7 separate regions of the Mus musculus genome follow, and regions 1, 2, 3, 4, 5 and 6 are each linked to region 7. The links are chromatin contacts, called in public promoter capture Hi-C maps. All regions are on one chromosome and are shown on one strand. Each heading gives the region's core, a stretch centred on a gene start, on an enhancer-like site or on the middle of the called end of the contact. The rest is flanking DNA. Distances are from core to core; before and after follow the strand shown. Region 1 holds the start of Rere (arginine glutamic acid dipeptide (RE) repeats). Region 2 holds the start of Tmem201 (transmembrane protein 201). Region 3 holds the start of Slc25a33 (solute carrier family 25, member 33). Region 4 holds the start of Spsb1 (splA/ryanodine receptor domain and SOCS box containing 1). Region 5 holds the start of Eno1 (enolase 1, alpha non-neuron). Region 6 holds the start of H6pd (hexose-6-phosphate dehydrogenase (glucose 1-dehydrogenase)). Region 7 holds the start of Tardbp (TAR DNA binding protein).

Region 1 (3,650 bases), core at 590-3,089, 1.7 Mb before region 7:
TGGAAAGCAGAGAGTGCAAGACCACCATGACAGAGTTGATCTTTACACAGATGGAAAAGAGCAAGCAGCAGAAAGCAGGGCTGCAAAGGCAGGGAGGGAAACAGGAGTCTTCTGAAAGCGTTCCACAGTGTCCTTTAGTGTCCCATGTACTCATCTGCCTTGCAAGGTTGCAAAAAAAAAAAAAAAGGCAGATGTGAAATGGGTGAAAGAAAACTGAACAAGAAAAGCACCTTCCCATCCCCCATCTCCTCTCATCCCTCCCCAAAAGAGCCGTGTTTGTCTGTGCAAACCTAGCCCCAAATATGGGAGAGAGAGAATGGATATCTGTATGGAAGAACAATGAGCCCTCTGCCTGGTTGTGTGTGTGTGTGTGTGTGTGTGTGTGTGGTGTGTCTGTGTCTCTGTGTGTGTCTGCTTCTGCCTCTGCCTCTTCCCTTCGACCTCAACAACAGAGAAAACTGGAAGGCAGGCTTTCACCCAGACTAGGCCATCAAAATCAAAAACGGTTTGCAATTTAGAGTGGAATTAACTCAGCAAGCAAATCCATGGAAGGAAATATCTCGCCAAAGATGATTTTATTATTGTATAGATAATCCTCTCCCTCCCCTCCCCCATCAGACTGAGACTAAAGAAACCAGTGTACACCAGACAAAAAGGTCTCTCTTTAAATGGAAAGCAATTATAAAAGCTATTTGAAATCTAACCTAGGATGTATTATTCATTTGAGCTGCACTAAATGTCTGTTTTGTAATCCACCAAGCTCACACTCACTAGTTAATCTGTTTTGTTTTGTTTAGTCTTAAGAATTGCTTTGCAGAAGGCTATTTCAAGATTCATACAAAACTACTTTTTCAGAGCCACCTTAAAATAGCAGCACATACTGAAACATTTAAAGCACCCAGTTTCTCAAGGGCACATTCTGCTGAAATCAATGTTTGAAGTCTGTAATCAAAAAAAAAAAAAAAAGTAAGCAAACCTTGGAAAAGAGACAGAGGATAATGACTATTCAACAATGAATCATTTTATTTTCATTTCAACAACTTCTCAAGCGAACAGTTTCAAAGGAAACCTGCAATACTCCCTCAACACAACACACACCCCATTCGATGTAAAACTACCTTCTTCCCATAACCCTAAAAAAATATAAAGAAAGAAAGAAGGCACCCTCCTTCAGACAGCAGAACTTAAAATCATGACAGAATTCTACGCCGCTCCAAGTGGTATTTGGTTCCCTAATTTTGGAATCACAGAGCCTGAGAAGAGAGACACAAAGGAGGAGTCTTCCTCCTAATGTGAAATGAGACTTTAATGAGTCCGTTCCCAGACCCCCACATTCACAAATATCCAAGAAATGCACAGCTTCGGGTCCTTCCCTCTCACAGTTGAGCTGCTCAGCTAGTGGCGTGTAACAGTTTAACCTCAGACTAGTTCCAGAGCGTGCCTAAGAAGCCAAGAGAGAGCAGGGGTCAAGAAGCACGTAGTACAGTCACCTGGCTCGCACAGGACCAAAGGCAGCGTCCGGCCCATGGTTCCCCGAGGGCTCGCCTCCACTCTCACCCTTCGCATTCCGCCTCGGCTTTCCCGGCCGAGCCCCACCGCCCACCCAGAGCACTCCGACCCCAGAAAGAGGGGCCGAGGAGGGGCGCCCGCGGCGCGGCGCTGACAACTTGGACACTTACCTTCCCCTCGGGCGCTACACCATCAATGAGAGGGGTGGCGGCCGGGCTCCGGGGAAAGTGCAGGGACCGGGAGGGAGGCCGCGGGGGCCGGCGGCGGACCGAGGGCGGTGGGCGCGGGGCCGAAGGGGCCGGCCCGCGGGGATGCGACACCGGGGGGCTGCGGGGCTTCCCTGCCGGGACTTCGACCTCCTCGGGTGGGCCAAGCCTTCAGCAGTGGGAGCCCAGGACCATGTCTGGTTTTGTGGATTTTTTTTTCCCAGAGGGCGAGTGGCTCCCACCGGAGGATGGTAGGGTTTTTTTTTTTTTTTCCTACCCCTCAACTAGGAGAGAAAATGAGGCGGAAACAAGGTGGGGAGCGCGTGAGGGGACGAGGCGCGGGGAAGGAGGCGGGGACCGAGGCCCGGCGGGGCGAGAGGCTGCGGAGCGCGGGGGGCGGCTCGCGAGCGTCTGTGGGAGCAGCGGCACCTCCGCGATGGTGGCGGAGCCGCGGGGCTGCTGCGCCGACCCGCCGCCCACTCCGCGCTCGGGCCCGGCCCACCTCGCAGTATCGACCATCACCATTGGTCTGTCTCTTCGTGACGTCAGTAGAGGACGGGCCAATAGGAGGCGGAAGGCGGGCCTGGGGGCGGGATGTTTGCTCCAGCTCGCTCTTCCATTTTCTTTTTTTTTTTTTTTTTTCTTTTTTTCCTCCTTTTTTTTCTTCTCTCTCTCTTTTTTTTTTTTTTTCTTCCTTTTTAATAAAATGAGCAGAAGGCAAGGCAAGGGGAGAGGCCAGGCTTTGGTGGCGGCGCGGCCGAGCCCTTAGTGCACGCTCCGGGCGGCGGCCGGAACCTGGGAGATGGGCTCCCCGCCCCAGGCGCGGCTTTGTGCTTGGTCCGCCCTGCTCGGCCACAGGCAGAGCTCCCAGCGGCCAGCCCTGTACTGACCCTCGGGATGGTCTACCTCAAGCGGGTCGGTCTTAGGGGTGGGCTTGGCGACTGTCCCCTTGCTCTTATTATTACCAGAGCCATAATTGCTTATTTCATTTAAGAGACAGATTCCTATTCCTTGAGGTTCAAGGGGAGCTACAGAGTGGATTCGAAGTTATTTGTTCTGATGGGTAGTTCATAATGTTTTAAAAATAATGTTTGACCGAAACTGAAGTGAAAAAAAAAAAAGAAAAGAAAATGTGAATTGGTGAATTGTGCTGCTTATTGATGAGAATAATAAAAGGCCTCATTAAGTAATAAAGAACAGGGCTCAACTGCTCTTTGCAGAAGACCCCACTTCGGTTACCAGCACCCACATCAGGCTGCTAAAGCTGCCTGTAACTACAGCTCTGAGAAATCCAACACTCCTCTAGCCTCCATGTGCACAAACCTACACACACACACACACACATATGACTTTAAAAAAAAATAGTAATAAAGAACAGACCATTACGACGGAGAGTCTTTTAAAGAGAGCAGTAGCTGTGCCCTGTTGGGGGAGGGGAGGCGTAGACTAGTTTCACCAAGGCCTGGTGGCTCTTACCTGTTATCTTAACACTAGAGAGCCAGAGGCAAGAAGATCTTAATTAAAGGTTAAGGCCCACCTGGTCTACAGTGTGAGTTGCAGGCCAGTCAGAGCTACATTTGGAAACTCTGTCTTAAAAATGCCAACAAAAAAGGAAAGGAAAATCCAAGTATCACCTTTAAAAAATATTACTATATTCCCACTATGCTCAAAGACATTATCACCATGTGTACCACATACTATAAGCCTGAGCCAGGGCAAGCCAATGCTCCCATTCTACTTAATATAATTTATAGGATCGTGGGGTTTGGAATTTTAATTATAATTACCAGTTTTTGAAATGCATATCATGTTTATTGAGTTCTTTCACAGACTCTGGCATGAGTCCAGGGCGAATCATCAGCCTATTGTTAGTTTGTTAATATTCTGTAAATGCTTATTGGTGTCCTTAAACCATACACTCTTCTCAGAGGAGTT
Region 2 (3,863 bases), core at 132-2,631, 1.1 Mb before region 7:
CGAGAGATTATTACAGTGACCCTCAAGCCATCATTGCCCACAGAGAACTTGATCTTAAAGACACTCATAGGGGCTGATGAGATGGCTCAGCAGGTAAGAACACCCGACTGCTCTTCCTGAAGGTCCTGAGTTCAAATCCCAGCAACCACATGGTGGCTCACAACTATCCGTAATGAGATTTGATGCCCTCTTCTGGAGTGTCTGAAGACAGCTACAGTGTACTTACATATAATAAATAAATAAATCTTTAAAAAAAAAGAGACACTCATAAAATTGTGTGTGTGTGTGTTGGTGGGGTATTCTACAGAAACATAGTATGTAATTAGAGATAAACTTTTTTTAGATTTTTGTTTTTGTTTTGTTTTTGTTTTGTTTTTCAAAACACGGTTTTTCTGTGTATCAGAGTCCTGTCTGTCCTGGAACTTGCTCTGTAGACCAGGGTGGCCTTGAACTTACAGAGATCTGCCTTCCTCTGCCTCCCAAGTACTGAGATTAAAGGTGTGCACCACCATGCCCCATAATTTTTTGACCTTTTTTTTTTTAAAGAAATCAAAGGCTTGTGCCACAACATCTGCCCAACCTGGTATAAATATTTCTTGCTAGAGATGTTTTGTTTTATTTTGTTTTGTTTTAGGACAGGACCTACCTACTAGCCCATGGATTGCCTGATGACCTGGAACTCACTGTGTAGTCCAAGCTGACCTCAAATTTACAAAAATCCGCCTACCTCCACAGGGATTAAAGGCGTGCATCACCAAGCCTCAGTGAGTTTTTCTTGATCCCTAATTTAGCTCACGTAAATGCTGAAGCACGCCTGTAAGTGGCTCTTCCCTCCATCTCACTCCCCGAGGTAATCTATTTGAAGTGCACAGACTTCATCAAACTTGGCAACTATGAAAATCATCTACATTCGACTAAAGAAAAAAAAAAGGATAATCCCTTCAGGACCAATCCCCCCCCACACACACACACACCTTAGCCATTCACTCTAATGGCTGCATTATGTTCCGAAACATGCTATCCTGTGATTATTTAACCTCGTTTCCGTCTTTGGACGTTTGTGTTTGTGCAAGCTAATTTTCAACCACTGTGGCGTCTGAAGCGGCACAGACCGACTTTAGCCCAACGCCAGGAAAGCAGGACTAAGTGGAGAAAGCATTGGCAAGGATTAGCGTTAAGGTAGCAGCACTAGGACCTGCAAATGCATGCGTGCGCAGGCTGCAGGCGCAGGCGGGACTCCTTCCAGCTCTAGAGAGTGGCTTTGCAACTGTGGACGCTGGGGGGCGCGTCCGAGCCAGTGCCGAGGGCTTCCGTAGGCGCCCCGCCCACTCAGGCTCGCCCCGCGCCGCGATTGGCTGCGCGGCGGGAGCGCGCCGAGTCAAGGGGCGGGCTCGCGCCGGCTACAAAGCGGCGAAGGTCACGGCGCGAGCTGGAGCGCGCGGGCCGCTGGGAGTCTCTTTTGCGGCCCGCGCCCCTTGCCCACCGACTCGGCCCGGAAGCCATGGAGGGAGTGAGCGCGCTGCTGGCTAGCTGCCCCACCGCCGGCCTGGCGGGCGGCCTCGGGGTCACGGCGTGCGCTGCCGCCGGCGTGGTGCTCTACCGGATTGCGCGGAGGTGAGTGCGCGCCCCGCTGCACGCGGCCCGGGCCGCCGCCCCGCCCCCGCGAGGCCACGGCGGAGTCCTAGGGGCGGACCAGGCCTGCTCGCGAATGCGGGACGCATTCTCCGCCACCGCCTTTGCCCTCACCCCCTAAAAGCCTCGTCGGGGAGCAGCCGCCGACCGTGGCTGGGGGAGGGGGCTGCTGCTTGCTCCTCCCTTCGAGGCCCGTGCTCCTGGCTGGACTGCCCTGCTGGGCCTCTGCCGCCCATCGGTTAGGAGGATGAGAGCTGGCGCTTGATGGTCTGTATGCGATAGCAATAACATTCCTCGCGTAAGCTTTCCCCCGGAGAAGCCTTGGAGCTGAGTACTTAGAAGGCACGTGTGAGCAGTAGCAGCCTGAGGCAGGAGCCTGCGCTCCACACATTTAAGGAACTTGTCCACTCAGAGGTGTACGCTGTACTCCTTGGACACATGTCACGGATGGGCTTTGGGATCAATACCCTGGCCTGTCATGGCTCAGAGACCACGCAGACCCCAGTACTCCAAGCTTGCCGTGGTCAAACCCCAGAATGGAGTCGTTTCTCCAGCAGCGTGAAGGAATAGCTCACCTGATCACATTTCCCGAGGATAGGAACATACACGCATTCGTGGGAGCCTCTTTGGGACAGCCGGGGATGTGCAGTGCTCGGGACTTGACCCTAGTCGCTGGATGACAAGGAGCTATGGTTTGAACTGGCAATCAGGGTGATAGGTCGCCCTCCTTAACCCTGCATTTCTTCTGCAGGAGAGGGCAGGCAAAAGTTGTTAGAGGTAGGTGAGTCAGCGGCACCTAAGGAGGGGATGGATGTCAGCTGTGTTTGAAAGAGGGGGCCACATCCCGGGGGGCTGAGAGAGTGCCTGACTCTAGATCTCAACCCAAGCTTCCTGTCTTGTTCCCACCCAGTTTTTGGGAGTCAGAGGGACCGCTTAAGATCAGCCAACCCAAAGCAGTCCCTCGTTACCTGGGCCTAGGGGAGCCTGGGCAGTCTGTTCATGTGCCAAGCAGAGCTTGTCCCAAAAGCCAGGCATCTCCTGGCTGCCTCTGCCAGCTCAGGGCATTTGGCCAAAAGAGCAGAGTGGGACTTGTTGTGGCCAGGACTGGCTGCCTGTCACCCTTCCTGTCCTGCCAACGAATGCCTTGCCTCTGCTAGAGACAGGAATCTGAGTTCTTGGTGAGGTGTGTGTGGGACATGTATTTCTTTTTGTTGTTGTTTTTTTTGTTTGTTTGTTTGCTTGCTTGTTTTTTTCGAGACAGGGTTTCTCTGTGTAGCCCTGGCTGTCCTGGAACTCCCTCTGTAGACCAGGCTGGCCTCGAACTCAGAAATCCACCTCCTCTGCCTCCCAAGTGCTGGGATTAAAGGCGTGCACCACCACGCCCGGTGGGACGTGTTATTTCTTTCAGGAGCAGCCAAAAACCCCTTCATGCTTTTTTCATACTGACACCAGACTGTGAAGGTTTGGACCATGTTTGGACTACTGCTGCTGATTGGTCAGAGCACGGGGTCTCGGGTGACTGTCTTTATGAGGTCTGGGTTTCATGTGCAGGTGAATTGGCCTCTCACAGTTCTGAAGCAAGCCTCACTTAGCAAGAGGCTGCAGCTTTCTTTCCCCTTCCCTGGAGGGGAAGCTGTGGCAGGCAGGAATCAGCTGTGGTGAAGAATGGGGGTTGAATATGCCAGAGGAGGGCCTGCAGGAACTTGGTTTTGGAAAGCCTTTAGGGGAGTGGGTGTTTTCAAGCTAATCACAGAGATGGCATAGGGCCAGGCTTTGGGAGCCGTGTGAAGAAAATGTTTCTGCGTTCAGGTCAGCCCTTCCTGAGTTTTAAAACTGGCCAAAGTGGTTGCAGAGAAGTTATCTAGAGCCCAAAGCCAGCCACCCCGCCACCTTACCCATGGAGTTTTCTTGTCCCAGTTACTGTAAGAATGAGAGCAGCTGCCATTCCTGTGCAGGTGACATGCACAGAGCACCTGTCATTCAGGAGCTGCTCCAATGAGGCAGGTGCTGCTATTCTGTCCATTTCGCAGCTGGGAAAACAGAGCCTGGAGGGATGCTCTGCATCACCAGCTGTAGGTGGAGGAGCCCTGTTTCACACCCACACTGCCACACCAGCCAGAGTGGCTGCCCCGGACCTTGGGGTCTGGGGTAGAGGTCCCACATCCCACTCCTGTGCATCCACTACTCTTCATGCTGCCACTCCTGTGTGACAAGATGTCCCTTTGCACACT
Region 3 (3,549 bases), core at 456-2,955, 1.1 Mb before region 7:
AGCAGGGGAGGGGGAAGGAAGGAAGGAAAGGATGAGTTCCAAGACTTGTCAGAGCTAGAAGTGTCAGAAGCAGAAGAAGGGAGAAAGTAAGAAAGAGGGAAGAGAGGGAGGGAGGGAGGGAGGGAGGGGAAGGGAGAGAGTATGAGTCAGTTTAGAAGCTGACATTAATGGCCTTGGTGCCTGTGCAGAATATAGAGTCACTACCAGGGCAGGGAACAGAAGAGACTGAGCAGGCTTGGGGGAGGAGTAGAATGATCAGTTCAATCTAGGACATTTGTTTATTAGTTCCCTGGGCAGTACTAGGTGGCAGGTACCGTGACAGGAACAATCTGTTAAGAACAACCATGAAGTGTAAAAACAAGGCCCCCCACTCCCATGGAGCTTGCATTCCAGAATGGGACAAACAGTTTGAATAAAACAGAGTGAGTACACGAGCCCACATGGAGTCACCGAAGCCATGTGATCAGGGTGCTGCCAGGGCAACCAGGCAAAGCCCAGCCAAGAGCCAGACCTGGAGGTAAGAAGATGCCAGGCTCACTGTGGCAGTGGTCCAGGATATTTAAGGGGAGGAGCGATCTGGGTCGCTCAAGTCCGAGCATCAGCGCACACAGTACAAAATTCACACTGCAAAATACATACCAAATATAATGCTATTTATAGAAAGATCAAGAACACACAAAACACTAAGGGTAGGCTAGAGGAGGGCAGGCTGTTTAGGTGACGTGTTTTTTTTTTTTTTTTCCTATTTAAGCTCAGAGCTGTGAGATGTAATATGTAATCACCATACATGTTTATACATGGAAATATTACAGAATGAAATTCTTAAAAAGATCGGGAGCTCAGGGTAAATGTACTTGCAGCCAAATCCGACAACTTGAGTCCAATTCCTGGGACCCGTGAGGCATGGTGGCTCATGCCTTCAATCACAGCACTCAGGAGGCAGAAGCAGGTAGATCTGTGAGTTTGAGGCCAGTTTGGTCTACACAGTAAGTTCCAGAACACCTAGAACTACACAGAGAAACCCTGTCTCAAAAAACAAGTCAATTCCTGGGACCTGCATGATGAATAGGCAAAACTGACTCCTGCAAGCTGTGCTCTGGTCTTCACCATTAGACAGTGGCATGTGTGAACCCATGACATCCCTTAAAAACACACAATAAAAACCACAAAAAACAGCTGGGTAATCTCAGCACTGGAGAGGCAGAGGCAAAAGGATCAATGTGACTTCGAGGTTATCTTGGTCTACATAGAAAGTTCCAAGGTGCTGGGTAGTGGTGGCGCACGCCTTTAGGCCCAGCACTTGGGAGGCAGAGGCAGGCGGATAAAATGTGAATTTGAGGCCAAGCTTGGTCTACATGGCAAGTTCCAGGCAGTCCAGGACTGCAATGTAAGACTGTCTTAAAAAAAAACAAATCACACACACATAAACATAATTTTAAAAAGAAGAAAAAGAAGAAGAGGTTTGGAGCATAGGGCATGGTTACACACTCAGTTTCCAGCCTCTGAGAAGGACCAAGCAGCTTTGACCAGTTTGCTGGTCATCCTCTTATTATCCTGAGCAGCCCTTCGGGGCCTGATCCCGCCCCGCGTTGCACGACCGCCACGCCCACATCCACCTGCCGTCCAATAGGCGTACGGGATCCGGGCCCACACCTCCGCCGCGCCGCGCCCCGCGACGTCACGGCCCGGCCTCCGCCACGTGACGGCCGCGCGCTAGGCTCTCTGCCTAGCGGCTGGAAAGCGCCGCAGAGGCCGCTGACTGGCCGGGCGCGACGCCGCGGAGGGAGCCGGGCGCCTGGGCCTCCCGCGCGCATGGGCGCGTCGGCGGCTGCCTGAGGAAGGCAGCGAAGCCAGCGGAGCTCAAGACCTCGCGCGTCCCACGAGCGGCTGCGGCGGGCCGCGGAGCCGGCGCGGCCATGGCGACGGGCACTCAGCAGAAAGAGAACACGCTGCTTCATCTCTTCGCCGGCGGGTGAGTCTGGGGCCCGAGCTGCTCTCGCCTCAGCCCCGGCCTTCTCCCCCTGCGTGCCGTGGCCTTGGGAATCCGCGTTTCCCGTCCGTCGCGGACTGGGGTGAAGCCAGGACGGGCAGCCCAGGAGGGTCGTGGCTTCGGCGTCCCCACCGCGGGGTCAGCCGGCACGGCGGCTTTCCACCCGGCGCGTCCGCGGTCCCATCCCCCACCCACCGGCCGCCTCTCGCCGTATTCTCCTTTTGAACAATTCCTGGCTGGTGTGACTGTCACCAGGGGCGATCGCGCCGAGCCCCTGTGGCTCCGGCCTCCTGGCGTTTTCCTGATCACGCTGCGGTCACTCACCGCTGCAGAGGTGCGGATGCTGGAGGTCCCGGGGCAGCTAGCCCAGGAGGTACTGCGCTGGGTCAGAGCTGCGGGCAGGTGTCGCAGGGCAGCCCGTGGCCTGCCCTGCGGAGTATGGGGGGTTGGGGGGGAACGGATGCTGGTCTGCACCACGTGGGACGGTAAATGGGGACCTCGGAAGGTTGGTCAGTGCTAATCGATCCTAAAGCACCTTTCAGTGATTTTCAGTGGAGGAACACATCATGATAGGAGGATACAACTAGGAGCTGAATTAACCCCCTAAAAAAACGAAAGTTTGGGGTTTTCTTTTTTAAATAGTATTTTTCTTTTCCTTTTGTCATAGCTGCTAGTGGCTTGGGACCCTTTTGGTGCTGGTTTTTCAAACTATCTATGGAGCTGTGTCCCCAGCCCTGGGGTCATGAAGAGCTCTTTGAGATTTAGCCCAGCTATTTAAGTTTTACATAACATGCAGCGTTTTTCCTGTGTTATCATCTTCACTTGAGAACTATAACTGGACCTAAACAGTTCCATATACTAGAAAGTAATGGTTAATGAAAGGGTTATCCAGAAAATAACGGTGATGAAAGGGTTTCTGGTGCCTTGGTCCTTTTACCTGGCAGGCTGGCAGTACCTTTCACCCGTCAGATAGCTTTAATGGTTGTGCCTAGGCAGGAGGAATTTCTTGTTCATCCATTTCTGTCAGGCCTTCATTCCTCCTATCCATGTCTTCATTGGTATTAACCTTTGAGAGTAAGCCTTAGAAGGCACCCTCACTTTATATAAATGTGTCATCCCAGGGAACTTAAAGTCTGTTAGGCATATTTTTAAAGCCAAGAGAAATAAGTTTATACTCAATGGGTTGTTTTGTTTGTTTGTTATACTTTTTCTTTTCTTTTCTTTTTTAACTGAGTGGTCTCTTATGTTGTATGTCTGCCTGCTCTTAACTGGGGGAGTTTCAGAGTGGCCTGTGTTGAGGCTCACTACTATAGTTGATGACCCTGTCTGGATGGATTTCCCTGCACACCCTTCACAGTGCCCTCTGGCTGCCAATTCCAGCCTCTTACGTGCTGATAGAGAATACTGCAATGGGCAGTGAGGCTTGCGGGACTCATTAAGAGGCAGGGAGTTTATTAGTGCTGTGCCTGAAGCAGTGGTGTTTAACAAGTTCTGGTTCCTTCATTAGCCATTTAAGATCTCTGTGCTTGCAGATGAGAAAAGAAATGAACCCTCAAAAA
Region 4 (4,079 bases), core at 159-2,658, 1.3 Mb before region 7:
CGACCACACCTGATAAGGGACACGTACTTCTCGCTCAACATATGGAACATGCTCTCTTTCCAAGCTATATGGGTCAGTGGCTGCCGTGCTCACAGGGAATGCTTCAAATTCCCAGACTTTGAAGAGTCCAACAGGAGGGAGTCACCCCCCTGAGTCACCGGCAAGGCTGCCTGCTCGAAGAGCCAATAGCGCCCCGGAGAGGCCGCTTTCCCCACGCAGACCCACCTTGTCCATAGCAGTCTGGAAGCTTCTGTGTTTTCAAACAAAATTGGCAACAGTGAGGTGGTTGGAATCTACACAGTAGCCTCCGGCCCTTCGGGTCTTTACAGTGAGTGATTAAATAACTTCAGCGGCCACAGTATTTATAGCAACTTCTCTAGCATCCCTCCCCACGTATGGGTGAGGAGTGGGAAGATCTTAAGGGGATATCGCGAAGATGGGAGTGAAAATTCCCTCAGTCACCTGTGACTACTCTCTTCTGTAATGACGGGAAAGGAAAATCCCTTTCAGACTAGAGCTTCTAACGGTGTACTTTTAATGTGAAGTCCCTGTCGCTTGTGCCATCCTAAACTCATTGTCTAGGTACTGTGGACGCCTATGCGACCAGGACCTCGGGGTCTTGAAGTTCTGAGTTGCCTGTCTGTCTCCATGAGCGCGGAAACAGTAAGTATAGAGCAGCCGGATTACACATGGACTCATAGACAGTTCCTTTGCACGACAGCATTACAGAACCTTAACCCGGAGTTTCAAACGAGTTAAGCAAGATCTTGCTCCTGTGATTACTGCTATAACCTCACCCTGCCAAACATTTTTTCCCTAAAGAATGAACCTCAGCTCCTCAATACAGTGCTGGACACCACCGCAGCCCCCGCGCAGGTTTTCTGTTATTATGATCCTGGCCTTAGGTCCAGCCTTTCCTAAAAACTTCTCCAGAGGAATCAAAGCTCTTGCTGCAGAGGCCAAGGCAGAGCGATGTATGTCTGAGCCTACAGCCCTTCTGCAAGAAGGTGGTATCGGGGGCTACAGAGTTCGCAAAGCCCCAAGCCTGCCCTGCCTCAGAGCCCTGCGCGCTCCGGGCTCTCGGGCGACCAGCGCCGCTCAACGCTAGGAAACCCAGCGCTGGGTCGGAAAGTAGAGGGGCGTGGCAGGAGAAGGGGCGTGGTGTAGGGCGGGGCTAAGCGGGAAAGTGCGGAGGGGAGGGCTGTGAGGAGCGCCAGGCAGAAGGGAGGGTTGCGATAAAAAGGGCGTGACCTGAGGCGGGGCGTGGTGAAGGAGCGTGACATGGGGCGTGGCAGGGCAAATGGAGGCGGGGTGGAGCGTACAAGCCCCGCCCACGGCGCGTCCTTCTTTTTTCTCCGCCCTCCCACCTTAGAGCTGTCGGTGGCTTTTTCTTCTCAGCGCAGGAGTCGCGCTCGAGCGGCCCGCGCGCTTGCTGCAGGAACCAGCTCCAGGCGCTGGCGCCGGGGCCACGGGGAGGAAGCGACTTCGCTCTCTGCAGCGGGCGCGGCCCTGGGCACCGCGAGCCTCCGGAGCTCCAAGAGCTGCGGCCTCTCTGTGCGCGGTAGGCGGCATGGGACACCGAAGACCGGTTGGGTGGGCGCGCGTTCGGGCTCTGGGATCCGGGGATGGGGGAGACACGGGGACCACCACGCTGAGAGAACTGAGAGGGTGGGCGCGGGGCAGAGCGTGGGCATAGGGTGGGCACCCGGCGTGGAGCCATGATCGATCTTGGGTCCCCGGAGAGGGGCCGGGCGCCGCCCAGTGCGCTGCCGCTTCTGCTGCGGAGGCTCTGGGGTCCCACCTGCGGGGGCGGCATTGGGTGGGGACCTCAGTGGAGCGGGGACAGTCGCTCCCTAAGATGAGCCTAGGCTGCAAACCGAGAAAGAGGCCTGGGGCTCTCCTTAGTCCCAGGGCGCCTTAGGGTTCTGATTGTTGAGGGGGACTCCCATCGCCAAAGTCGAGGGGACCCCTTCTGCCCCATGCATCGCGACCCTGCTGAGTTAAGTTAGTTTCGCTTTTCCCGCCAGTCCGGGCTCTGATTTGTAGCGGCCCTAGTCCCCCTTCCCGATCCGGCCCCCGTAGCGCCTCTCTCTGGGAGACTGCCTGGTGACACTGCGCGCGGCGCCAGCCACCCCGGAGCCGCCGATGCTTCTCCGGGCAACCGAGGTTATGTCAGGAAATCGATGGAAACAGAGAAACAAGAGCAGCCTGAATCGGATGGTAGAGCAGAGGATGAGTTGTCCCGCGCCTGACGAGTGTGCGAGGACTTGCTAATCTCCAAGTTTAAGGATGTGCCATGGCAAAGACTGAATGTTCACAAATGGTGCCTGTGAAGATGTTTGCCAGCCAGGAAGTTGTGTGTGCTTTTGCGAATGAGAGTGTGACCTTGTGAGTTTCTGTTCGTGTCTGTTGTTGTGTATCGTTGTGAATATGTGTGTTTCCTAAATGTTCTTGCCTGTCTGTGAACAGTAGTGGGGCTGGCCATTGGCTCTGGAAGGTTGTGGAGTATAACTCCCCTTGCTTGGTTGGTTTTGGTAAGTGGGGTATTGCTGGAGTGCTGGCTGGCACCTTTCCAGGGAAGCTCCTGCCAGCTGAGCGGGGCTCAGGCTCCTCTCTCTTTTTCTCTGAACTCAAGCTGTACAGTGTGGTGGTGAGCTGGCAGAAGCTGCTTCCTGAGTGAGTAATAGTTAATTAAACACTTTAGTTAGTAACATCAGAAACTGCTCATGAGCTGAGTTTTAACAGGTGTTTATGGTAAGAGCGCCAGCCCCCATGATGAAGGCTTGGTGTCCTTGAAGGTTTAGGATCGCCGACGAGTGTGTGTGTGTATGTGTGTGTGTGTGTGTGTATGTGGGTACACACACACACACACACACATACACACACACACTCACACACACACACACACACACACACACACACACACACACACACACACACACACGCTGAGGTAGGATGGCCTGGAGGGAGTTGGCTTTCTTCCTAATTGTTAGACTCTAGGAGAGAGTGGGATTGCCTTTTCCTTTCTGCCCTACGCCTTCCCAGCTCGCATCTCTGGGAGGCAGAAAGCACTACACTAACATTAGTGGTACAGACAGAGGGAACCATTCAGTCAGAGAATCCCAACATCATTTAGAGACTATCTGCCCAGACCAACCCTTTCCCAGTGGAGGCCCAGAGAGGTTGGGTGATTTAGCCAAAGTGCACAGCCAGGGCTATGCACCAAGACAAAAATCCTGGCTGTTGCTTACTGTCCCTAGCTCTGAGGTCATAGGCCAGTTATCTGCAAACTGACGGGCTGGATTAGATCATCTGAAACAGTTCTTCTCCTTTTACTGCAGGGAACACTTCTTCCAATAGATCGAAGATGTTATCTAGATGGGAGATATGGAGTTTCTGAATCCGGAAACTTTACAAGCCTTTTTCTTCCTTAGCCTGTATCCCACTCAAATCAGCCAGACCAAAACCTGGGGAGAAGCCATAACTGTCAGTCTTAGGAAGGCTGGTTCTTGCCTGGGGCCCTGGGTGAAGTCACTTAGGGGGTAAATTAGGCTTCTTGAGTGCGAGGCTGTGCCAGCAAGGGTGGACACACCCTTCAATGGATTCCTCGTGGCTGCTGCATAAAATGGGTCCCCTTGGAATCAGCAGAGATGTTGAATTTCTCCTTGCTCCCCAGGCGCTTCTCATAGTGTTGTGAGTTTAATCTAGGGACTTCACACCAGTCTCTTTCAGAAATAGTGTGTGGCCAATATTCATGAATTGATTCATCTTTTTGTTAGGATGCACAGTGCATGGCAGGTATGCCTCCATGGGTCTGGGCGCCAGCACACAGTCCCTGCGTTCCCTGCAAGCCAGATTAGTGAGAGCAAGAGCAAAAGGCTGCCTATCACCCGGGGCTCTCAGTGCCGTGCCCACCCTTCTGCAGATGGCATCCCCGCCATTGGGCTCTGCTGTGAGCTCTCATCGCACTCCTGCTGGGCAACGGCTGGCACTGGTGGCAGCCTCCAAGCCAAGTGCTTGACACATTGCATTGTCTACACTTCTGAGGTGCTTGGATTGGGCGCTCACCGCTTCCACCC
Region 5 (3,987 bases), core at 44-2,543, 1.6 Mb before region 7:
TTTGTACACTCACCAAGAATAAAGTATCTACTTTTTACCTACCATGTTACAAAACCTTACTATTCCTCAACCATACTCTTTTGTCTTCTCTCTTACTCGCCCGATTCTATGAATGCCAGACTGACCAGAACTCAGTGATCCTCCAGCCTCAGCATCCCTAGCGCTACACTTTCATGTGTGCATCTCCATGGCTGGTTCCTTTATGGGGGCGGAGGAGCACCCACGTGCCACACTTTGCTCTGCAAAGACCTTACAACTTGTAGGAGTTGATCCCTCCCTCCACCCTTTTTATCTAGCTTGGATCTTTAGGCTAGGCAGCAAACGTATTTAACCAAAGGAAGAAAATCTCACCCACTCTGTCTTTATCTGGATTGAACGCCAGACCAAGGGCAGAAAAGTGGACCTATCGGTCAGGCTAATCAGCAGACTAGCTGTGGTCTATCCCGAAAGCGAGTCAGCCAAGGAACCACACTGCCTAGGCCAGAACGAACAGGAAGTTTTCTTAAATGCATCTTAAGTCAGTTCACGGCCGGCTAGTAGCCACCCAGGAAACCTGTAGCTCTTGCCTAATTGCGTCGAGGTCTCCTGAGGGCTTCCCAATTATCCAACGGGACTGCTGCAATTTCCTCTACTCTTAGTACCTAACCGACACTCACAGGTCAGGAATATTCCACAGCAGAGATGGGCTGGACCACTCCCGCCCAGTGACGCTCGATTGCGGTCCAGGAGCTACAGCCCCAGCAGGATCTACTAGGGTGTGGCGCTCTGCCTCTTGGGCATCCTTATTTCTGGCCCTTCCATTCTGAGAAAGGATTTAATGAGCATCGGGGGTTTAAGTTGCTCTCCCTCCCTCTGAAACCTTCCACTTAACTACACAGAAAGTACTTTTCTATTCTCCACGGCCGCGATCATCCGTGGTCTGCATTTGCTGTTGTCTGCTTGGGAACCCGGTTACATTGCAACCCTGAAACTCGGTGATCACTGGTGGGGCTCACACCTCCACCCTCCAAGAGCCTGCGTCCTTCCACGAGGCTGACCCGAGTGCTCCCCGGATAGCGGCTCCCGCCCAGGCTAGTGGGTGCACGTGCCCACCGGGTCCCCAAGCGAAGCTAGTAGGAGAGCTGACCCCGGTGGAGACAAGGACCATACCTGGCAGTAGGATCGCTGCAAAGCAAGGAAAGAGGGTGCCGTGGACACCGAGGAGAGCCTTAAGGACAGACGCGAGCGCGACCCTGTACCGGAGCAGCACTAAGCGCCTCCCACTCTGTCTTCCTTTCCTGCTCGTTAAGCCCCGCCCAGTTCTCCCCTTTCGGGCCCGCCCTCCCTCCGCGCCGCCTCCCCATTGGCTCAGCGTGCCATCACTCCAATAGAAGAGCGTGACCGAGGCGGCCGCTCGGCCTGCCCAGACTAGGGGCGAGGGCACGGGGGCGGGGGTTGTCCTGCCTTTCTGGGCCTAGCCTGCTTGGGGCATAGCTGGAATGCCTGGCGAGCCTCCGGCTGGGAACCTGGGGCCCGGCCGAGGGTCTACGGAGCCCGGATGCGGGGCGGGGCGGGGCTGGGCTGCGCGGCGGGCATGAGGGCTTGAGCCCGCCGCACGTACTCCGAGTCTCACACGCACTCGGCGTGGCTGCGGCGCCACACGTCCGGCCCACGACCTTGCTGATGACCTTCGCGGCTCGGCCCTCCAGCCGGCCAACCCCCCACCGGGAGGTTCTGGAGCCCCCGGCGGTGTGGAAACGTTGATGCGCGGCCAGAGGGCCTCACTCCCGCGTGGAATTGGGTGGGGGTGGGGGGGATGAGGGGGAAATGCATGGATACTGCGCCTGCGCACTGAGCGCCCTCGCCGCTGGTCCTGGCTCTCTGGTGCCATCTGCCAAGGTGACCCCGTCCTTTTGTCCTTGCTGTAGTGAGTCTCAGGCCGAGGTAGCCAAGGGAAAGTGACCTTTCCCTTAATATTACCTAATCATTTGTTACTGTGTGGAGGGTACCGAATCCTACTGTCCAGCTCACGCTAATAAGGCAGTACCTTTGTGCTACACCCACCCAGCCACTCCACCCTACTTTAGAACTTTCCTTACTTCTCTGGTGTACTAGCTCAGTGTGGATTTATTCTTCATCCATGTTAATGTTCCTTTGTTTAAAGATCTAATACTTCTTTCCCCTGCTTGTGGCCTCGATGTTCTTGACCTACCAGTTCTTGAGACTCATACTCAAGTCGTCCCGACGCATTTCTCAAAAGTCTAGACTAGTAATATTCCACAATGATGTGACAAACGTCCGGAAGCGCAGGGTGGAGCCATTTCACCCTTCTGATGAAGAAAATAAAGCTGGTGTTTAACCACAGCTGTGGGTAGGCAGAGGCAGGCGGATTTCTGAGTTCAAGGCCTGCCTGGTCTACATAGTGAATTCTAATTCAGATGGGGCATAGTGATGAGACCTTGTCAAAAAAAAAAAAAAAAGAAAGAGAAAGAAAGAAAGAAAGAAAGAAAGAAAGAAAGAAAAGAAAAGAAAAGAGAAAAAGAAAGAAATGAAGAAAAGAGAAAAAATAAAAGTGATGATAGCTAGCCAGTCAGTGCTAATGTGAGCCTTTAATCTACAGAGCTAGTTCCTGAACAGATAAGTTACAAGGAGAAACCCTGTCCAAAAAAAACCAAACAAACAAACCCAAAACCAAACAATATTTTAAAATAAGACAGACAAACAAAACCCTATCTTGGAACCCACGAGATGGCTCAGGGGCAAAGGCACCTGCAGTCAGTCACACCTGATCAAGCTGTCCTCTGACCTCCATCCCCAACCACAATGTGTAATACTAATCAAAAGAAAAAAAGTAGCCATCAAATCGAGACAAACTTGAGCTGCCTAGGGACCCGATCTCATCTCAAACACTACAGAAATCGGCTTTCAACTCCTGCCGTGCACACACTTCACTATAGAACTGAAGGGAACACATCACTTTCTGTTGTATTTTCTCCCACGTTTCTCTTGGGTTGTGAGTCTGGGAGTTAACGTCCTATGTTTCTATCTTTTCTCTGTTGTCTTTCATAAAGAGACTGCATTGTGTTCTTAACTGGTTATTATATCTTCTAGTCAGCTAGAGGAAGCTGCTTAACCCTTAGCATTTTGCTCCAGGCAGCTCCTAACCAAGGTTTCCAAGGCACTGGGGAAAACGAAGGGTTATTGTGTCCAAGGTGTTAGTACAGGAAACAGTTTCCATTGCTAAAGAAGATCTTTGGGATCAAATTAAACAAAGAAACATCAAGGAGATTGTAAAATGAGACTTCCCCAGCAATACACGAACCTGTGTTGGCTGCATAAACCAATTATCTCTAGTCCCATGACTCAGCAACTAAACCAAAAGCCCTCTCCCAAGTTTTATAAGAACCTCGAGAAATCATACACTCTGAACTCTTCTTTTCTGTGTGCATCTAAGACCGTGGCACTGAGAGGGCTCTGGACAACCTCCTCATTTTACACTAAAACAGCCGGGGAGATAAAGATAGAATTAAACAGCTGTCTGCTAGACCCAGTGAATCAGGCAAGAATCTACAGTGGAACATTCTCTCAGGCAGCTGCTGTTGCCAGCTTTCTGGAGGTATCCACACAGTGTCCCGAGCCAGCATTTCAACCTCAAACTGTGGCTCTAACAGGAATCTTTTTCCACAAGCCTTGCCCTGCCACACGCACTCTGTCTCCATGGTTCTGTTTCAGGCCCTGCTCACAGTCATCTGCAGTCAGCACAGGGCCATTTACCTCATTACAGGCATTCAGTTGTCATTTCTCACTGGCAGTAGCTAGTTGGGCAGTTGTATGGCAGTGGCAGATCAAAGGCACGGGGAGAGGAAATAAATTACCAAGACTATAGAATGTCAGACTTGAAAGCACTGCAGGGTGTCTGCAGCTGGACACTAGACTGAAAGACCAGTATAAGTCCTGTGACCCACCTGGCTGAAACCTCTAGTCAACTGAGAATGTGACATACCTCTT
Region 6 (4,048 bases), core at 1,032-3,531, 1.4 Mb before region 7:
AGCCTCGCATTTGGCATATGGTGTGCATGCTATAAATAGCTCACAATACTAATAGCATTGTCATAAGCAAGAAGCAGCTGTTGGTGGGTTGCGGGAGGGTCACCGTGCTCCAAGTGACCGCTACAGCCTATTGTTTCCATGGCACCATTCAGCCCTGGGTACCTTGTACCCGAGGTTATGGTGATCCTTTGTAAACGGGATTCATTTCGTCATTAGCAAGTATCGCTGGGAGCTTGCTGAGTGCTTGGCCATGGGAGTGCCTCCCATGGTGTGGGAGCTACTGCAGGGAGGTGACTGTACCTTTCCCTGTCCAGGTGGATCTTGACTTCTTGGGAGGAGTGCATGGCAGGCAGTAAGCGAGCTAAATGTAGTTATCACACAGGGTCTCAGGAAGTGTATACACATAGGGTCGGGGTTGTAGCTTGCTTGGTGAAGTGCCTGCCTAACATGTGTAACACATCCAGCACCGCATGAAACTGAACATGTGACATGTGCCTGTCATCCTAGTGCTCAGGAGATAGAGGGGGGAAGAGCAGAAGTTTATGAGTCTGGAGAGATGGCTCGGCAGTTAAGAGTACTACTGGCTGCTCTTGCAGAGGACCTGAGTTCAGTTCCCAGCACCCCACATGGCAACTCCCAAGTGTCTGTAACGTCCATTCCAGGGAGTCTAAAGCCCTCATCTGGCCTCTGCAGGCACCAGGCATGCATGTGGTACACAGTCATACAAAACTCCCACATACAGACAATAGGTTCAAGGACATTGAAGGTCAACCTCAGCTACATGGCAAGTTTGAGGACAGCCTAGGCTACATGAGACCAGGAAGGAAGAAAGGAAGAAAGGAAGGGAGGGAGGGAGGGAGGAAGGAAGGAAGGAAGGAAGGAAGGAAGGAAGGAAGGAAGGAAGGAAGGAAGGAAAGAAAGGACTACTGAGGGAAATAGAATAGGGAGGAGGCATGAGGTGGAAGTGGAAGTTCTAGTATTTTGTGGAGTGGTCTGAGAAAGCCAGACTGAGCAAGCGGTCTTGCTGAAGCTGGTGAGCTAAGGTGCCATGTGAGTACCTGTGGGGGAACGCAGCTCAGAGAGAAGAGCCAGAACAAAGGCCCCGAGGCAGGAGGATGGCCAGAATAGTACAGGAGGTCAAAGAGATGATGGTAAGATGCTAGATTGTGTAGACTCTTTCTTACCAACAGTGAGGGTCACTCTGGCCCCTGTGCTAGGCTCAGCTCTGCAGGGGCCATAGGAAGCTATGGGGGGGGGGGGGCGTTCTGCAGTAATCCAGACAGAGGAGATGGCAGGACAGACAGAGGCAGTGAGAGACACTGTGCTCCAAACCTGTGTGAGCTTTGTTGTGTTTGTGTGCACGTGTGTGTGTGTGTGTGTGTGTGTGTGTGTGTACGTGTGTGTGTGTGTGTGTGTGTGTGTGTGTGTGTGTGCACATGTGGAGCTCAGAGGACAGGCTGTGCAGCTGGATCTCATCTTCTACCCTGCGGTTCCTGTGGCGGGAACTCAGGTCATCAGGATTGGTGGCAGACACCCGAGCTGCCCCCAAATAGGGTTTGAAGGTGGACACCTGTATCTGCCAACAGACCAGACACCGCTAAGGTTTATGATCTGAGTATGTTGTGTTTACTGGGACTGGTGGAGACAGCATTTGAAGCAAGTTGAGAGATGTGGTAGGCCATGCCAGAAATCCCAGTGCCAAGGAGGACAGGGCTGGAGCATACCAGGCCTGAGGCCAGCCTGGGCTACATAGAGATGCCTTGTCTCAAAAACAAAGAACCACAAACCTGAAGGGAAGGGGAGACAGGGAGGGGAGATGTGGGGAGGGCAAGGAGGGAGTAATTTAAATTGTGGTTAATAAACCAGTTGGATTTAGATGTGCCTAAACCCAGTCAGCATTCAACTAATGTGATCAGAGCTCTGATCTGAGTATGAGTTGATTGACCACTCTGGAGTGAGGTGGGAAAGTGCAGCCAGGAAATACCGGTTTGGCCACACGATAGCAACTGGCTGGCCAGTGCTGAGCAGCTGCTATGTGGGAGGTGGGGCCGGGGAACTTGATTTATGATCTTTGCCAATATCTGGGTTATAGATGTCCCCCTAATGAGCCATTATCAAGAGCATACATGACAGCAAAAAGTGATCCCGTGATCAGGAAACATAAGTTTTGAGTGTCTATTGACCTTTGTTCTTAATGGAATTTGGTTGGTTATTCATTTATGTAATTTCACTTTATTAATGGCTGTGTTTAACAACCAGCTGGGAAAAATACCGGAAATTTTGCAATCAAAACATTGCAAAAAGGTTCAAAGGGGCTTTGAGTGCTCCTCCGGGCTCCCAGTTATCTTTAGAGGAGGCCGGAGAAAGGGCTCTTTGGACTTAGAGGAGAGCTTCATCTGGAAGTGCTGGTCCCCAGATTGGCCATGAGGGGACCAAATGCAGACCAGGGTTGACTGACACCAGGTTGTGTTCTTTGCCTGCACTGGTAAGTTTGGCGTCGGAGCCCCGGAACTGGAGGGGACGCTTGGCTGATAAGGATGATTTTCTAAATGTTCTTTCATCTGAATTCTTGTTTCTTTTCCAATCCTTTTAAAATTAGTATTTATTTTTATTTTTTGTGCATTGGTGTTTTGCCTGCATATGTGTCTGTGTGAGGGTGTCCGATCCCCTGGAACTGGAGTTACAGACAGTTGTGAACTGCCGTGTGGATGCTCAGAATTGAACCCCGGGTCCTCTGGAAGAGCAGCCAGTGCTCTTAACCACAGAGCCATCTCTCCAGCCCCCCAATTTCTTTTTAAAAGTCCAGATTCTGGGGCTGTGATTAGAGGCACCCCTCTTCTTGCCCCATCCATGGGAAGCAGCTTTGTCAATGGTATCTGAGGGGGTAGAGTAGGGAAGGGGAGGTAGGTAGTGGCTCCTGATCTCTCTCACTCACCCTCCCACCCATGTCTGTGGGCATAGAGACTGTAACTAGCCCGCACCAGCCCTGCCTCTTGGTGCTGCTGGACTGGGCAGGGACAGCTTTGGGATGGCTGGCCATGTGCCTCTTTCCAGTGAGGGTGACAGGAAGATGGAGCTGGACTCTGCCCCTGTTCACCATGGCTGGCCAGATCAGTCTTTCCCCTTCTGGAATGTTAGCAGGGCCTCTGTCTAAAGGGCGAGTCTCTCCCAGGACGGCCTGTCAGAGTAATGCATTCTTGCCCAGAGCAAGCCCGCGTGCCCTCCTGCTTGCTGACTCCCACCGCCTGTTTTATCTCGTGTGTCCCCATGTCTGTACGCGCACCATGTGTATACTTAGTGTAGGGTCCCCTGGAACTGCCGTTAGGGATGGTTCCGAGCCACCGTGTGGCTGCTGGGACTGGGTCCTCTAAAGTGCCGAGTCATCTCTCCAGCCTCCACCCTACTCCCCACCCCTTCTGCTTTTCTTTCTTTTGACATGGGGTTGCTAAGTAGCCCAGGCTAACCTTGAACTCACAATCCTCCTGACTCCTAAAGACTGAGACTGTGGGCTTGGGTTACCATGTCCTGTTCCAGCTGTTGGTATGAATAAAATTTGTTATACAGGAAACTGTCTTCCACCCTCTTCTGTTGTTGTTGTAGCTGTTGTTTTGGTTTTCCAGACAGGATTTCTCTCTGTATCCCTGGCTGTCCTGGTCTCACTCTGGGGATCAGGGTGTAACCTTGCCTCTGTATTTAGCCCCATGACGCCACTACTGTGGTCTGTGTCCCCTCTAGCACTTCCGTGCTTATATGGATAGGTGGTGGCATCTCCTTGATAGTAGGGTGGGGGTCTCCCTTGAAATGTGTGGGACCAGGGGCCAGAAGACAACCTGAGCACCCTTAGTCCATTACCCAGGGGAGGAGGCAGAGACCTTGGCAGGTTAAATGCCTTGTTCAAGGCTGCGTGGTTGTTTAGAATGAGGGCAAGAGCGTGTGGCTAAGGGTACTTTTCCTGTGTCTGTGTTGATGTCTCTGTCCTCTCTCTCCTCCAGCCTCTCTGTCTGTTAGTCATGGCCTCCCGACTGATTGCTTAATTAGACAAAGAAGG
Region 7 (3,763 bases), core at 929-3,428:
CACAGTGCACAGACATACATGCAGGCAAAACACCCACACATGATAAGAAAAAAAAAAAAAAACAAACCTTAAAACTTATAATGCTCCCCTCACAGGTGGGGTGCGGTGTATCACACCTCTAATACCAGTACGCTAGAATAGAAACAACAGCAAAGACCAGCATGGGCTATGCATTAAGTTGGAGGCCAGCGGGAGCCACATGAGACTCTGACCCAAAAAGAAAAATAATAATTAAATAAAAACCCAATATGGTCTAGCCAGATGTGGAGGCATAGATACACCTTTCATCCCAGCACTTGGAAAGTGGAGGCAGGCAGAGCTCTCTGAGTTCCAGGGCAGCTGTAATGATGCATATCTATAGTTCCCGAAGTCTGGAGACCTGCCTGGGGGAAAGACTGATTTGAAGGTCAACCTGGAATATACAGTAGGACCCTGTCTAAAAAAAAAAAAAAAGATAGCTGGTGCCAGCTAGATGGCTCACAGAAAAACTCACACAGAGCAGGTTTGGTTTCCCACAGAGACGTGAACACAGAAAATAAATAAAAAATGCAAGCTGGGCGTGGTGGCGCACGCCTTTAATCCCAGCACTCGGGAGGCAGAGACAGGCGGATTTCTGAGTTTGAAGCCAGCCTGGTCTACAAAGTGAGTTCCACGACAGCCAGGGCTACACAGAGAAACCTTTTCTCGAAAAACCAAAAAAAAAAAAAAAAAAAAAAAAAAAAATCAAAAAAAAAAAATGCAATCATCCTTTTAAACTACTGTTAAAGTTCTTGACTTTTCCAGGCATGGTAGCACAGGTCTGTAATCCCGGACAGTCAGGAGGCCAGGCCCAGGCTCTGCTGTATGAAACCTTGTCTTAGGAGACAAACAAAAAACCATTTTGGTGACTCACACCTGTAATCCCAACACTGAAGGCGCAGATTCAGGAAAGGCATAGCAAATCTGAGGCCAGCCTGGTCTACACAGTAAGTTCTAAGCCAGCCAAAGACTACGCAGAAATCCTGTTTTGTTTGTTTGTTTGTTAAGTTCAAAACCAAAAAGTAAATAATGCTGGGTGGAAGGACTCATGCCTATAATCCCAGCACTCAGATGGTTGAGGCAGGAGGACAGGCCAGGAGTTCCTGGCCAGCCTGGGCTCTAATGGAAGTTAGGGGCTAGACATTAACATCTGTTCTTCCAATGCCATCTTCTTACAAGGTAGCTGTGAGGAGGAAATGAATTCATTTATAAACTTAAAGTGGGAAGGCTTGGCCTGATGGTGATCTGCAATCCTACCCCATTCCTCCCAGAAGGGAGGCAGAGGCAGGAGGAACCCAGCAAGCTCAAGGCCAGCCTGTTCTGTACAGCAAGACCCAGTTTCAGTAAATAAAGCAACTGTGTAAAACCTTTGTGCCTAAGCTTTGAATCTGATACACCAAGAAATTCCAACCCTGAGTAAAGAGTCTACATCTGCTGCTTGGTGGTAGAGCTAGCCTTCAGCCTTTTTAAAGTTATACTAGGACTCGTCAACTGGAACCGAAATACTGAAACATCCAAGTAGTTTTTTGCTGTAGGATTCAGACCCTAGTGGGGCCTCTTTCTCATGGTGACTTCATGCAAGGTACTCAACTCTGTGCCTCAGTTTCTTCACTTATTGAAAGAGGAGAGAGTATCACGACTATCGTGTAGACTGCTAGGGCAGCATCCACACTTGGCAGCCTTGATGAGTTAAAGGACAGCCTGGGCTACACAGTGACTTTGAGATCCCTGTCTCTAAAACAGTATCTGATGGCTAAGCCCAAGGTCAATGGGAAGACACTTGCCTGCCATTCACAAGATTCTGGTTTGTTTTTCTCCCCCTAGAGCCAGAGAGTGCTAAAAGGTACTTGATACAAAATAGTACTTAGAACAGGGACCATTTTGCAGATCAAAGTTAATGTTTCCACGTTGGAAATTAACGAGCAAAGGCAGAAGACATTTAAGAGTCGCCTTTAGACTAGGAACCCAGGGTTCCCAGGGATTCCCCCCCAAGCCCTTACGCGTTCAGTCGCAGGCTCCGCCCCCTTTCCCTCCTAGCCCCGCCCCTGCCGCCCCAGTCCCGGCCTGCGCTAGTCTCGCGCATTCTCGGCGCGCGCGAGCTCCTCGACTAGGGCCGGCCGTTGGTCAGGCGAAGCCATCTACCGCGTTACGTAGGGGGACTCGGAAGGCCGAGTGGCCGTTCTGTCCTTCATCTGTCAGTTTTTCAGACCCAGCTGTTTTCATTGTTGCGTTTCTTTACTTTTTTCTATACGCCGAAGAGCCTGCTAGCATCCGAGCCTCTGGGAGGAGAGAGCGCCTGTGGCTTCCCTCGGAGAGCGCCCCTCCTGCAGGGAAGCCAGTGGGAGAGGCCGAAGGCGGGCGAGGGCGGGAGGCGGCCCTAGCGCCATTTTGTGGGCACGGAGCGGTAGCGCGGCTGTTGTCGGATTCCTTCCCGTCTGTGCTTCCTCCTTGTGCTTCCTAGCAGTGGCCTAGCGGGTAGGTTGGTCGCCAAGGCCGGCCTGCGTGCCTCGAGTGTTGCTTCGGAGAGGCCCGGTGCGGCCTGCGCCGCGGGGAGGGAGCGGTAGAGCGGGGCCTGGTTGGCCTCGCGCAGCCGCGTCGTTAAGGCCTAAGCGCGGGCAGTAGCCGGAGCGGGACGCCGGGCCTCTGCTTGGCTGTGAAGCCACGGGCGGAAGTGTGTGGCCGCCCCGGGTTTCCAGGCGTCCTAGTCCCTGTAGATTGTCGCTTTTGAGAATAACTGTTGTCACCATGGGACTTGGACCTCCGCGGGCCCCACCCTGGGCCCAGTTGAAAGGGGGGGAAAATCATCAACGTTGTCTGTCGCGCACGGCCTTCTGGGAAGCGGCGGCCTACCTCCCGGAGTAGCCGTCGTTGCTCCCTCGACGCCTAACTTTAGCCAGACCTTTCCGAGGATGAGCACCAGAACTGCTAGATAACTGTTCTGATGTCGGTGTTCGTGCTCCACCAGCACAGGGAGGGTTCCTCAGATCCCAATGCTTGGCTGGTTTTTTCCACGTTAAAGCACGTGCTAAACCCGATTCAGGTCCAGGCTATAGAAGAAACTTAATTCAGAATGGTTACGAAATACGGTAGCCTGTAATCTGTGCGCTCCAGGTAAGAAATGACGAGTGCAAGAAAAAAAATCGGGGCAGATACTTAGTTCTTTAACACCTTGTTTTTGTCTGGCTTTGTAGCCAACGGGCCACATGGTAACACTGTTGCCATTTTAGCACCGGAAGCTTATAGTGTGCGCTGAGAAAATAGAACTGGCGGGCAGAGCGCCACATGAACACCGGTTTTCCCTGTGGCTGCCCCGGAACTCAGTAGACTAGGCCAGCCTCGAACTCAAAAAGATCTGCCTGCCTCAAGAGTGCTGAGATTAAAGGCGTGGGTTATCGTGCTCGACAAAAATCACATTTTTTTTTAAAGATTTATTTTATTAATATATGTAAGTACACTGTAGCTGTCTTCAGACACTCCAGAAGAGGGAGTCAGATCTTGTTGCGGATGGTTGTGAGCCACCATGTGGTTGCTGGGATTTGAACTCTGGACCTTCTGAAGAGCAGTCGGGTGCTCTTACCCACTGAGCCATCTCAACAGCCCCCAAAATCACATTTTTATTTTAGAAAATACCTTTTCTCTATTTTTTTTTCAGGGATGGCAAAAGAAACATTTTAGGTAGCAGGAATCTTTTCAGGAAGTGGGAATAAAGTGGTGTGATAATAGCCAATTATGAAAAGATAACTCC

Evidence for each region. Promoter capture Hi-C pulls out the DNA fragments that hold promoters and counts their contacts.
Region 1: a promoter capture Hi-C map of pre-B cells shows a contact between it and region 7, with 3 times the contacts expected there. The contact joins the promoter of Rere here to the promoter of Tardbp in region 7. A contact is called at or near these places in 2 of 39 promoter capture datasets (the C10 cell line and pre-B cells).
Region 2: a promoter capture Hi-C map of the 3T3-L1 cell line shows a contact between it and region 7, with 2.3 times the contacts expected there. The contact joins the promoter of Tmem201 here to the promoter of Tardbp in region 7. A contact is called at or near these places in 2 of 39 promoter capture datasets (the 3T3-L1 cell line and liver).
Region 3: a promoter capture Hi-C map of liver shows a contact between it and region 7, with 5 times the contacts expected there. The contact joins the promoter of Slc25a33 here to the promoter of Tardbp in region 7. A contact is called at or near these places in 1 of 39 promoter capture datasets (liver) and 1 of 115 datasets of contacts at active chromatin or transcription factors (pancreatic cancer cells).
Region 4: a contact with region 7 is called in a promoter capture Hi-C map of hippocampal neurons, with 5 times the contacts expected there. The contact joins the promoter of Spsb1 here to the promoter of Tardbp in region 7. A contact is called at or near these places in 2 of 39 promoter capture datasets (the 3T3-L1 cell line and hippocampal neurons).
Region 5: a contact with region 7 is called in a promoter capture Hi-C map of pre-B cells, with 2.5 times the contacts expected there. The contact joins the promoter of Eno1 here to the promoter of Tardbp in region 7. A contact is called at or near these places in 2 of 39 promoter capture datasets (liver and pre-B cells).
Region 6: a promoter capture Hi-C map of pre-B cells shows a contact between it and region 7, with 3 times the contacts expected there. The contact joins the promoter of H6pd here to the promoter of Tardbp in region 7.

The regions. Positions count from the first base shown.
Region 1 is chr4:150,280,105-150,283,754 of GRCm38.p6, reverse strand. Rere (arginine glutamic acid dipeptide (RE) repeats) reads right to left here and starts at 1,839. Exons shown (of 23, transcript NM_001085492.1): 1 at 1,680-1,839.
Region 2 is chr4:149,735,586-149,739,448 of GRCm38.p6, reverse strand. It overlaps Tmem201 (transmembrane protein 201), which reads left to right and starts at 1,381. Exons shown (of 11, transcript NM_001284270.1): 1 at 1,381-1,614. The coding sequence starts at 1,502.
Region 3 is chr4:149,772,423-149,775,971 of GRCm38.p6, reverse strand. It overlaps Slc25a33 (solute carrier family 25, member 33), which reads left to right and starts at 1,705. Exons shown (of 7, transcript NM_027460.2): 1 at 1,705-1,972. The coding sequence starts at 1,917.
Region 4 is chr4:149,952,335-149,956,413 of GRCm38.p6, reverse strand. It overlaps Spsb1 (splA/ryanodine receptor domain and SOCS box containing 1), which reads left to right and starts at 1,408. Exons shown (of 3, transcript NM_029035.2): 1 at 1,408-1,561.
Region 5 is chr4:150,234,503-150,238,489 of GRCm38.p6, reverse strand. It overlaps Eno1 (enolase 1, alpha non-neuron), which reads right to left and starts at 1,293. Exons shown (of 12, transcript NM_023119.2): 1 at 1,150-1,293.
Region 6 is chr4:150,001,469-150,005,516 of GRCm38.p6, reverse strand. H6pd (hexose-6-phosphate dehydrogenase (glucose 1-dehydrogenase)) reads left to right here and starts at 2,281. Exons shown (of 5, transcript NM_001291004.1): 1 at 2,281-2,485.
Region 7 is chr4:148,625,411-148,629,173 of GRCm38.p6, reverse strand. It overlaps Tardbp (TAR DNA binding protein), which reads left to right and starts at 2,178. Exons shown (of 6, transcript NM_145556.4): 1 at 2,178-2,493.